Linked DNA regions of Mus musculus: region 2 is linked to region 1. A link is a contact called in public HiCAR-type data. All regions are on one chromosome and are shown on one strand. The core of a region is the stretch at or near the end of the contact, and the rest is flanking DNA. Distances in the headings are between cores, read along the strand shown.

Evidence for each region. HiCAR-type assays count read pairs that join an accessible place to other places.
Region 2: a HiCAR-type map of Th17 cells shows a contact between it and region 1, with 3 times the contacts expected there. The contact joins two enhancer-like sites. A contact is called at or near these places in 5 of 115 datasets of contacts at active chromatin or transcription factors (Th17 cells, astrocytes, effector CD8 T cells and 1 more).

The regions. Positions count from the first base shown.
Region 1 is chr10:96,271,232-96,276,718 of GRCm38.p6, forward strand. No RefSeq gene overlaps it. Among named protein-coding and RNA genes, the nearest start is that of Gm40747, 15 kb to the left of the region's middle. Within about 2 kb of position 2,955, at least 111 of the 459 cell types and tissues checked have an H3K27ac peak or open chromatin away from gene starts, as enhancers often do. A contact at or near this core is called in Th17 cells and effector CD8 T cells, where this site is marked.
Region 2 is chr10:96,722,309-96,727,795 of GRCm38.p6, forward strand. It overlaps Gm33897 (a long non-coding RNA gene), which reads left to right. Exons shown (of 3, transcript XR_871979.1): 3 at 5,479-5,487. Among named protein-coding and RNA genes, the nearest start is that of Gm33897, 9.3 kb to the left of the region's middle. Within about 2 kb of position 2,728, at least 77 of the 459 cell types and tissues checked have an H3K27ac peak or open chromatin away from gene starts, as enhancers often do. A contact at or near this core is called in Th17 cells and effector CD8 T cells, where this site is marked.

The sequences.
Region 1 (5,487 bases), core at 1,705-4,204:
ATAGTATATTTAAGTGACCCAAAAAAATTCCACCAGAGAACTCCTAAACCTGATAAACAACTTGAACAAAGTGGCTGGATATAAAATTAACTCAAACAAATCAGTGGGCTTCCTTTTTTTCTTTTCTTTTCTTTTCTTTTCTTTTCTTTTCTTTTCTTTTCTTTTCTTTTCTTTTTTTTTAGACAGGGTTTCTCTGTGTAGCCCTGGCTGTCCTAGAACTCACTCTGTAGACCAGGCTGGCCTCAAACTCAGAAATCTGTCTGCCTCTGCCTCCCAAGTGCTGAGATTAAAGGTGTGCGCCACCACTGCTCGGCTTCAGTGGCCTTCCTCTACTCAAAGGATAAACAGGCTGAGAAATAAATTAGAGAAACAAAACCCTTCACAATAGTCACAAGTAATATAAAATATCTTGGTGTGACTTTAACTAAGCAAGTGAAAGATCTATATGACAAGAACTTCAAGTCTCTCCAGAAAGAAATTAAAGATCTCAGAAGATGGAAAGATCTCCTATGCTCATGGATTGGCAGGATTAATATAGTAAAAATGGCTATCTTGCCAAAAGCAATCTACAGATTCAATGCAATCCCCACCAAAATTCCAACTCAGTTCTTCATAGAGTTAGAAAGAACAATTTCCAGATTCATCTGGAATAACAAAAAACCCAGGATATCGAAAACTATTCCCAACCATAGAAGAACTTCTGGGGGAATCACCATCCCTGACCTCAAGCTGTACTACAGAGCAATAGTGATTACAAACTGCATGGTATCGGTACAGTGACAAGCAGGTAGATCAATGGAATAGAATTGACCCAGAAATGGTCACTTGATCTTTGACAAAGGAGATAAAACCATCCAGTGGGGAAAAGATAGCATTTTCATGCCTCCTTTTGATCCCTAAACAGTAGACACATTTTGTCCCCAGTTTTTCAAACCTGGTAGTTTCTTTTCCAACTTTTACTGTGTCCTTTTCTTGAGACCTCTGCATCAGATGTTTTCACAGGTGTCCGTTCCTCATTCACTTCTCAGCCCTCTTTCTTTGACCACCCAAAAGAAGGGCCCAATTTTCTGCCACACAGTTATCTTTATTTTCCCTATAGGATTATCCTTAACTTTAAAATTCTTTTTTTTTTAACGCACAACTAATTTATATCATTTTCCTAGGTATTTCCAATGTCTAGAACAATTCAATTTAAAATAAATGTTTGAAAATATTGGTTGAGTGGCTAGAACAAACAAGTGAGCATTCCCATGGTATTTATTCCTCAGGCATAGTCAATGGAAAGGTTTATCTCTATCCATGAAAAGCGTATTAGCTAAGGCATTCCTTACCTATTCTTGAATAACAAATTACCTAGTAAATTTGAGACTAAAATTAAAATCGTATCACTCTTTGTACATATCAAGAAACTGCATATGACATAGTTGGTTATTTTAGTTTAATGTCTTTCATCAAGTTGTGGGCTGTGGATGAGATCTCTTTCAAAGGAACAACTGGGATGATGATAGATCCATTTGAAGATTACTTATATGTTCTTGACAAATCTAGGTCCAGTATCACAGAAGCCTCTACGCAAAGCTTGCTTGTATCACAGCCATGCCTTACTCCAGAATGAATGACCCAATAGAGAGTGTTAGAGCTGTACTCATAGTGAGAGTGGTGATGCTTTCTTAATCCAACTTTGGAGACATTGTGTCACTTCTGCCACAGTGTATTAGAAATACAGCAGTGATTTCAGTGCACAGTCAAGGGAGAGGGGGAAGATTATCAAGGACATGAAGGCTAGGGAGCAGGAGTTGCTGGAGACCATGTGAGAGGAATCCTACCACAATCAAGAGTTCTTGGTCCACATTAACCGTCCAACTCACATAATTTTAAGAGAACAGGATACTTGTAGGTAGAACACGGAAGCATCTCAGAATTGAAAACTGCAACCCAGAACCAAAGGACCCTGCAGCACTGTGTAGAGCACAGTGGTTATCTCTTCTCCGGGACTTCTATTTTTGTTGTTTTAACATCGAAGCTTTCTTTATTTCTCCTTTTTACACATAGATGTTTCTTCTGGGACTCCTTTGCTAGTTTCTTTTCTCATTCCTAGATTTTAAATATCAAAGTGCTGCAGGGATCAGTCTTCAAGCCGCTTCTGTTTTCCTCTGACCCCAGCTCTTAGAGGGTAGCTTAGAGCACTGTACTTTCAGTGGTATTTGCACGCTAAATAATTTCTTTATTAGGACAATTCTGACTGGTGTAACAAATAGAATTTAAAATACTTAATGACTATGCATGGTAGACAATTGTTTTTAGCTGATGGGAAGTGTAAGATGAGTAGTCTGGATCAGTTGACAGGGTCCCTTGAAATGAAAATGTAGGTTTCTTCCATTGGGGGCAGCGGGGTTCTGGGGTCTTCAATTCATAGCTTTAAAGATTCCCATATGTGTTGACAGCAAGCCCAGAAAGCATGGGAAAAGAAAAAGTCTGGAAGCTCAAGTATAAAGGGTTTCTAGTGGGTGAGACCTAACACAGTACTCAGCTTTGTTCATATGATTCAGACTGTGATTCTGTTGTGGGCTCAGATTAAATGACAAGGGTGTCTGGAAGCTTCACTCTAGATCCAGGAAATAGACAGAGGGGTTTGTCTCTAATCACACTTATCATTTTTCGCCATCTTCGCTCATTTCCTCAACTCTTCTCTTTCGTATCAATATATCTGTTACTGATTTGCTACCTAATTGGTACCTGATTGTGTTAACACTCAGTGTGTAAAGTAAGGACAACGGAAGGGGAATGGCATCTCCTGCAATCACTGGCTTAAATATCACAGAGGAGATTTAGTGACTCTGCCTAAGTCACCTGACTTCCTCTTGCCCCAGTCACTGTCTCAGGGAGACGCTTTGTTCTGATTGGTCTTGTCTCCTCTGTTACCAGGAAGACTGAACCTTGCTACAAGCATTCGATGCAGCCACTGGAAATGTTTCTGTGGCCTGAGTAGTTGCCACAACTGGTGCTTCCCTCACAAAGTGTTGACAGCTGTGCAAAACACAGAAGTTGAGGTTTGGCCAGCTATGGTATAGACCTTACCTCAGCAGTTTTATTTGGCTCATGTGACAAACCATACCAGACATTGGCATGCACATATTTTTATTCATTTATTCATTGCTTCTATAGTAAAGAACAGACCTAGGCAGGACCCTGTATGTGAGATGCACACTTCTATTATGATATGCTAGAGAAAATAGGCATTCAGGGAGCATAGCTCATTTTCTTGTGATGCACAAATCATCCAGTTTAGCTTCACCTCAGCTTTGTGACTCAACCTAATTAACATCACTACCTGAATCCATGCGGAGTTTGTGGGGGTTGCTTCTTAGATACCACCATTGGATGAGAATAAAAGCTAAGGTTTCTGTCAGTATACCAGCTAGAGGAAAAAAAAATCACATAAAAGTTCTCTGTTCTCTTTAATGAAGTTTGCCAGGGAGAGTCTGATTTCAAGGCCATTTCCTCTAAGATAGCCATGAATACATTGCACTTACTTATAATTGATTGAAACAGTATCTCCCGGAGCAGCTTCCCCAGAGCAGGCAAACTAGGAGATAGACAGGTAGGTCAGGGGTCTGATGCAGACTTTGATTGCAAATTGGATATTTCTCCGCTAAAAGCACTTTGGCTGCCGACATCAAACTGAACAAGAAAAGCCATCATGGTCTTTCCCCCATGGTATCCAAAGAGTGAAGCTCTCAAAGTGAGGTTTCTCAGGCCCATAGTATCCGTGTCACCTGTACATTTATTAGAGACGTGAATCCTCGAGCCCCACTGCAGTCTTACTGAATCAGAGACCCCGAGGTTAAGGCCCAGACCACTGTGTCACATACTCTGGAGGAGATGTGGTGTCAGCTCAAATTTTAGAACAACTCTTTTGACCATTAATAGTGATTTTTTTTTCCAGACAATGACTAAAATGAAACTTGACCTTTTCTTGGCTCTACATTTCTGTTGGTATTTTATCTAGAAGTGAAAGTGGTTTTGGTGCAGTTAATATCCCACTTCTAACAACTTCGACCACAAGGAATAAGAAAAACCTGAGCATTGCATGCAGCCGGTATTTCATCTTAAACCTGGTAAAACTATACTTGATGTTTAAGCAAACCTGCCCCTACCAGCTCTTTGAGTAGAAGGACATAGTTTTCGCTTTGCTCTCTATTCTTCCAACCACTCTCCAAAACACAAAGACAGCTCCAGAAAGCAGAAACCCAGAATGGCCTGGAAACTTTTCAAGACCAAAGATTCAGTTAGGTTAAGCTGTAGGACTGAACTGCATCTAACATTATAGCTGCCATTTCTTGATATTCGCTCAACAGCAACTGCCACCTACCTCTGTCCTTTTGAATACAGAATATGAAACCATTCTAATCCTAGGCCCCCAGGAGATGTTTTAAAATTTCAAAATTACCTTTGCATGTTTTTGGATGATCGAGTAGGAAGAAAACGATGAAAGAGAGCGAAGGGTATCATCACACACAGTGAAAGCCGTTGAAACTGTAGAAGGCCGTGAGGATGGCACTTATCTCAGGAGGGTTCTCTAGAGCTAATCCCAAACCTGAATGAAGAATTCACATTGATCATTTTAGCAGCTTCTGTGTCCAGAAAGCCAAACACCCAAGGGATTCCACTCTAGCCCTTGAGCAGTGTTCAGATATCTGATAACCATGAATGAGAAGCTGGCATGTTCTAGTGGATCATAAGATGTCAAAGATGGGAGTCAAGTATGAGCAGTGTCTGGAGACTTCATTCCCAGGCAGGAGATTTGCAATGTGAAGTCTTTAGCTTTAATGCCATAATTCAGAAGGCTGAAGGCGGCATTGTTGATGATCTAGTTCTGCCCTTAGCTTTACAACTACTAATCTAAGAGCTTGGACCACTTACATGCACTTAGTCAGCACGTCCCAAAATCCTAAAGAATTATACATCTCAGACTGAATGGCAGAATCTTGGAACTTTTCACCTAAAAATAAACATTTCCCTAATCACTTCTTTTTAAGCCTTATTTCTTTCTGATATGTTATTGGTGTCCTTTTACAAAGCATTTATTCTCTACCAAGACTGAAGGTTATTTATTCACTGAAGGGTATTTCTGCCAAGCAGAGGAGGTTGGAGGGCATAGTACTTACTTCTTCTTCTTCTTCTTCTTCTTCTTCTTCTTCTTCTTCTTCTTCTTCTTCTTCTTCTTCTTCTTCTTCTTCTTCTTCTTCTTCTTCTTCTTCTTCTTCTTCTTCTTCTTCTTCTTCTTCTTCCTCTTCTTCTTCCTCTTCTTCTTCTTCCTCTTCTTCTTATTCCTCTTCTTCTTATTCCTCTTCTTATTCCTCTTCTCCTCCTCCTCCTCCTCCTCCTCCTCCTCCTCCTCCTCCTCCTCCTCCTCCTCCTCCTCCTTCTTCTTCTTCTTCTTCTTCTTCTTCTTCTTCTTCTTCTTCTTCTTCTTCTTTTTTAGAC
Region 2 (5,487 bases), core at 1,478-3,977, 450 kb after region 1:
AAACCTCTTCAACTTCCGATGCAAACACATTTGCGACAGAAAATGGATTAACTTCTGATTCCTGTATGTTCAAACCCTAGTTCAGCTTTTTCATCCACCTGGGCATAACAGTGGGGCCGAGTTTTTCCTCCTCCTGATGTCCTTTGTTCCCTCCTTTCTATTTCCTTCACTTGTTTCAAACTACGGGCAAGAACCAGTCTCTTCATGCATGTGAATTTCCCACTGGCAGGATCCCAATGCTCAGATTCACTGTTTCCCCAATGAGACTCATTCTCTGCTCAGCGTGTGATAGAAGCGCCTGGTCCTGCTTTAGCCCTGCCTGGGCCTGTCCTAGCAGCTTGTACAAATGTAAACACAGGCACTACAACTGTGGCTCACTGTGGAGGGCGGGGCTAGGGGCCAGGGTCCAAGACACGCCCAGAAATGCTCTCCCTCCCTTCGGGTTGCTCCTCCCACAGCCTGCTTGTTTCCAGAGCTTTACAGTGGAGCCACAAAACAGGAGGGTTCTATGGGGGTAAAAATCCGCCTGTTCTGGGCTGTGGCAATTTGCAAGTCCGTGGTATTCGTCCCTTTAACAACTTCCTGCAATGACATTTCTGTCAGGATGATGGGCAAATATGTGGTCAAGGCTTTAAATGCCAGATCCACACAGTTCATTGTTTTTACTAGCTCGCCTCCAGGAGTGGACCTTGATACCCACAAGAAGAATTTAATTAATTAGGCTGTGCTATGTATCTGAGTGCTTTTCCACATTTCTCTATTGTCTCATTTGCAACAAAGGTGCAAATCGCGGCCTTTGACATTTCCGCTGGAAGGAGCTCTCTCAGAGAACTTCATGAAACCAACCTCACCACTCTGGAACCGTGCAAGGAAAACCAGTGTTTTAAAACCATGGTAGACTTGAACACGTACTTCCCTTGCATGACATGAAACACAGAGACAACATACTTACATGGTTCAGGCCAATGAGAACAAATTCCTATCTGTCAAAACCACACAGGCAAACAAGAAGAGCCAGCCCACAAGTTGTCTTTAGTGTGACCGGAGGAACAACAGTATTTTACTCTAGTCTGTATAGTAAAAGTTACTCTTAAAACTCAGTATCACCAGACACTATGGTTTGGACATTGCTGTCTCTGGTCCTTTAAAGAAGGCTAAGGAAAGGTTCTCCATTCTCTTTTAGAAAAGATGAGATAATATTGGATTGCATGGATATCTGCTTAGACACATAGCCACTTTCTGAAAAGAAGAGAAGAGAAGAAAAGAAAGAGGGTATCAGGTTATGTCTTCTTGTGGGAAGTGCTCGTGTCCCACTTTCTGTGGCTTCGGCTGGGCTCTAGTCCCAGGATGCTCTCTCCATATCCGGGCCTCTTGCTCATGCGCTCCCCAGTTCTTTCTTGTCCATAGTGAGAGACTCAGGGCTGGATCCATCCACAGGGAGCTTTGATGAGAGGCAGGTTTTACATCTTTGAGAATGTCTGCTAGGATTGTTTTGGAACCTGTTGAAGAATGAGGCGAAACAACAAAACAGAGCCACAAGGTAAAAGACGGGAGCCAGAACACACAGGGTGAGCATCCAGTCTTGAGACTACATTTAAAGTCCCAGATCCGCATGCGGCTAAATTCAACTTGTTTCTGGCGTTTGCGCCTAACCCGTAGCAGCCATTTCTTTGTCGCAGGCAGTTTTAGTTGGGTCTGTTTCATTTATAGCCGCTCAGTCTGATTACTAGCCCGGGTGATAGATAGAGCACCTTCTCATTTAAGTTTCACAAAACTCCTTTTACAGAACGGAAGCAGGTTAAGAAAGGGGCAGGCACATGCATGAAGGTCCTTCTAGGAAGAGCAGCAGATCTAGGTCTCAAACTCATTTATGCTTTATTCTAAAATTCCAGGCTCAGCCTACGGGAGTCAGCTAAGCCAGGCCGTTCAGTAACAGCCAGCAGCTTGCATAGCTTGAAGGGTAATTCATTAATTCTTCGAGTGTTTCTCGAAATGCGTTTTGATCTTATTTGCCTGGTCTCCTATCTCTTTTCAGACCAGTCCTCAATTCCCTACCCACGGACACTTTTTTTTTTTTTTTTAATTTTATCTATCAGGACCAATTTGTGCTGTCCAAATAGTCTTGGATATCTGGAGAGTAGCCACTGGAGAGTGGACTACTTTAGGGGGCGGGGTTGGGGGGGGGGAGGGCGCTACATTCTTAAAGAAAAGGACTCTGTTTTCAGGTTTCAACAGCAGTTGACAGACAGTTGCACTGCTGGTCCCAAATGGTTTATTACTAAGCATACTCAGTCTTAGGGGCGGAGTCCTCTCTGCCCCTTCTTCCCCAGCAGGCGCCTTCTCTCCTCTTTCTGGTCTACATTCTGAGTAGCAGGCATTTTAAACAGAAGTTTCCTCAGTAGCTTTTGCCTCCTCAGGATACCTGTCATCTACGGAGGAGGAAACTCCATCGTTAGTACCAATCGTTAGGCTGGGGACTCCACAGATCAGGCTTGGGGACAAGAGTGTGGTCTATAAACCCGATTGAAGAGGTTTTTATTTTCCATGATAAAGTGCAAACAAGGAGACATTAGCTTGACCCCGTTCCCTCCCTGGGTGTGTGCAAGTTTTATAGAGCACAGAGTTCTGTCTTGAAAATGGAAGAGAAGAAGGTAAACACTAGCCTGGGAACTGAGGTGCTGGCTCCAGCTGGGAGGTCAGCTGTGCACCCATGACACCCGAAAGCTGTGATGTGGTAGATAACAACCCCCCACTGCCTGCCACAGCTGAGCTCCTCCCAAGAAGGTGCAGCTCAGCTCCGTGAGACCCAGGAAATGGGTCACTCAGCCACCTTCTTTGTCCCTCTCAGCCTCTTGTTGAAATCCTTGGGGGATGTTTTTGAGAGAGTAAGACGTTCCTTGGAGTTTTGTGAATTGCAAAATGTTCAAAAACAGACAAAGGAAAAGTCACAAGCTTTTTGCATAGAAGGCAGCTGCTTTGTGGACCTGTGGGGTTAGGTAAAGAGATGAGGGGAGACTGGGGCCAGGTGTGCAAACAGTCCAGTCCTCAAAAGCAGTAAATGTAAGTGAAGTGACGGACCTCCCCAGATACTGAGATTTCTGAGAGCTGACTGTCCTCTTCAAAGGGCGAAGCTGAGCAGCCTGGGAATGGCTTTTAGGCTATACATTCATAAGCTTTTCAATGAGCTCTGTCGACAGTGTATCTCTTCCAAGGATATATACCCTTGATAAGGAGTAAAATCTTGCTCCCACTCTCAGGGAGCCAAATCTAATATTAGTTCCTTGTGTCTGAGATCTGGAATGGGTAGGGAGATTAAGAATGATTTCTGTAGGTCTCGTAAAACCAAAGCATTCACTTTTTTTTTTCTTCAATGAGTTGCAAAAGTCCCTCTATTTTGCTACCTAGGAGCCAGCACTCGCTGCTTTCTCAGAGGGCGTGAGTTTCAGTTCTAGCATCCTTACAACCAACCAGGCAGGTGACCTGTCCTCTCTCCAGAAGCATCTTTGGCTCTTAGGGTGTGTAGGCATGTCTCCAAGGCAGGTCAGTTCTCACCCATAGAGAGGGGTATGATATAGCAAGTGGAGAGTAGATTCTTAGGATAGAAATAAGTCTGGGTAGACGTGGTCCACACTGAGGCATCAGCACTAAGTCCTAGCAGATGCTTAAAAAAAAAAAAAAGATTCTGGAGATGTTTGTCGAAGTCTTGAAGACTGAGTTGTTCAAAGAAGAGAACTGCAAAGGCCACTGTAGACCCTTCATATTAAAAACAAAAACAAAATAACTGTCTGTTCAGGTACCCACCATATGTATATGGTAGTGTTCAAGATTCAAAGCTCTGTAAAAGCCCATAGTTTCTTTCAGAGATGAAACAGAAAAAAAAATGCAAATATAGATACTTAAACACACCACACATGCAGGTAGTGCATAGTCTCCTCTTTTTACCAGACAGGTCAATCCAATGCCTATTTACTCTGAGTCATTTAACTAACAATGATGTATGGGGCAAAGCCAATACTTTTCAGACATGGTGCCAGGCATGGAACAAATAATCAGAGCACATCGTTTGTCTTGGAGATGGTCTTGACTTCATAAACACACAAGGGAGGAAATGACCAGCTCTCTCCAGATAGAAGATGTGCCAGGAAATCTTCCCAGAGAAGGTGGAACCTGTGCAGGGGGCATAGAGGTGGTGGTGGTAGTCGTCATGAGATCGTCTTTGTAGAACAGGGCACTAGCTTGACCTAAGGCTCCTTCAGGCCTGCTGCATCTGCATAGTTTGTAATTCACTAGTGCCGACTGAAAGGGAGACGTGATGTGGTATGAATTCATGATCTGACAGCCTCCAAATCATGCATGATTTTAAATGTCTGTGCTTTGGGGATCGGGATGCACCTTAGCCTGTAGAGTGCTAGGATAGTATACACAAACTCTTGGGTTAGTTCTCCAGGACTGTATCCATCTGGCATGGGTACCTCTGAAATCCCAGCACTAGGAGGTTGAAGCAAGAGGGTTAGAAGTTCAAAGCCATCCTCAGCTGTGTAGTGAATCTGAGAGTACCCTGAGCTACCTGGGACCCTGTCTCAAAAGAAGGAGAGAAAAGAGAAAGAAATGTTTTACCTTTCATTTTGAGGAAAAGAACTTTACTCAGCCTGAAACCCCAAACTCATAAACACATAACAGCAGAGAACAGGGTTCTTGGAATTAAAGCACCGGGTGAGGGGGCAGACCGGGTTTTCGTGACGCACACACATGTAGAGCTTATGCTGTAGGAATCCACTTTACAAACAAATGATCCAGAATAATACAGAATAATAATACAGAATAATACAGAAACTAGCAATTTTGAGGGAAAGAAAGAAAGAAAGAAAAAGGAAAGAAAAAAGAAAAAAAGAAAAAAAAAAGAAAGCTCTTCTAGCTTCAGTTTTCAAACGCTTTCTTTTGAGAGCCCATTAGTCATAAAGGTGTTTCCATAGCAAATGTGTGTGGGATGCTCTCAGCATTGCTGGCAATGGTTCAAGGGAACCTCTATCATTACTCCCCCCCCCCCCCCCAGCAGTGTGGCTCATAAGTCCACAGCGCTATTCCACCTTTCCGGTAGGACAAGGTTTAAGGACCTGAAAAAAAGGCAAGGTGAAGACCTGGAGGAGGAGCACAAACCAAGTAACAAAGGGAAGATAAAAGTGGAAATAACAGCTCAGTGTGAATAATAGGAATGCAAATGGTGCTGCTAAAATAGGAAGGAACATTACTTTCCTAAAATGCAAAGCAAAGGAAAAATTGTAGTAACGAAGCGTTTTGCCTGGTGAGATTGTACACTGCGCACACCTCTCCAAAGTGTAGCCACCTACTCGAAGTTTCCCCAGCGTGAGGCTGGCAGGCTGTGAACTTGGTGACTCATTTTAAGAAGGTTTACTACAGAGTTCCAATCTTCTTTAAAAAATAAAAAATAAAAAAAATATCTTTCATGTTTCCTTCCAGTAGCTGCCC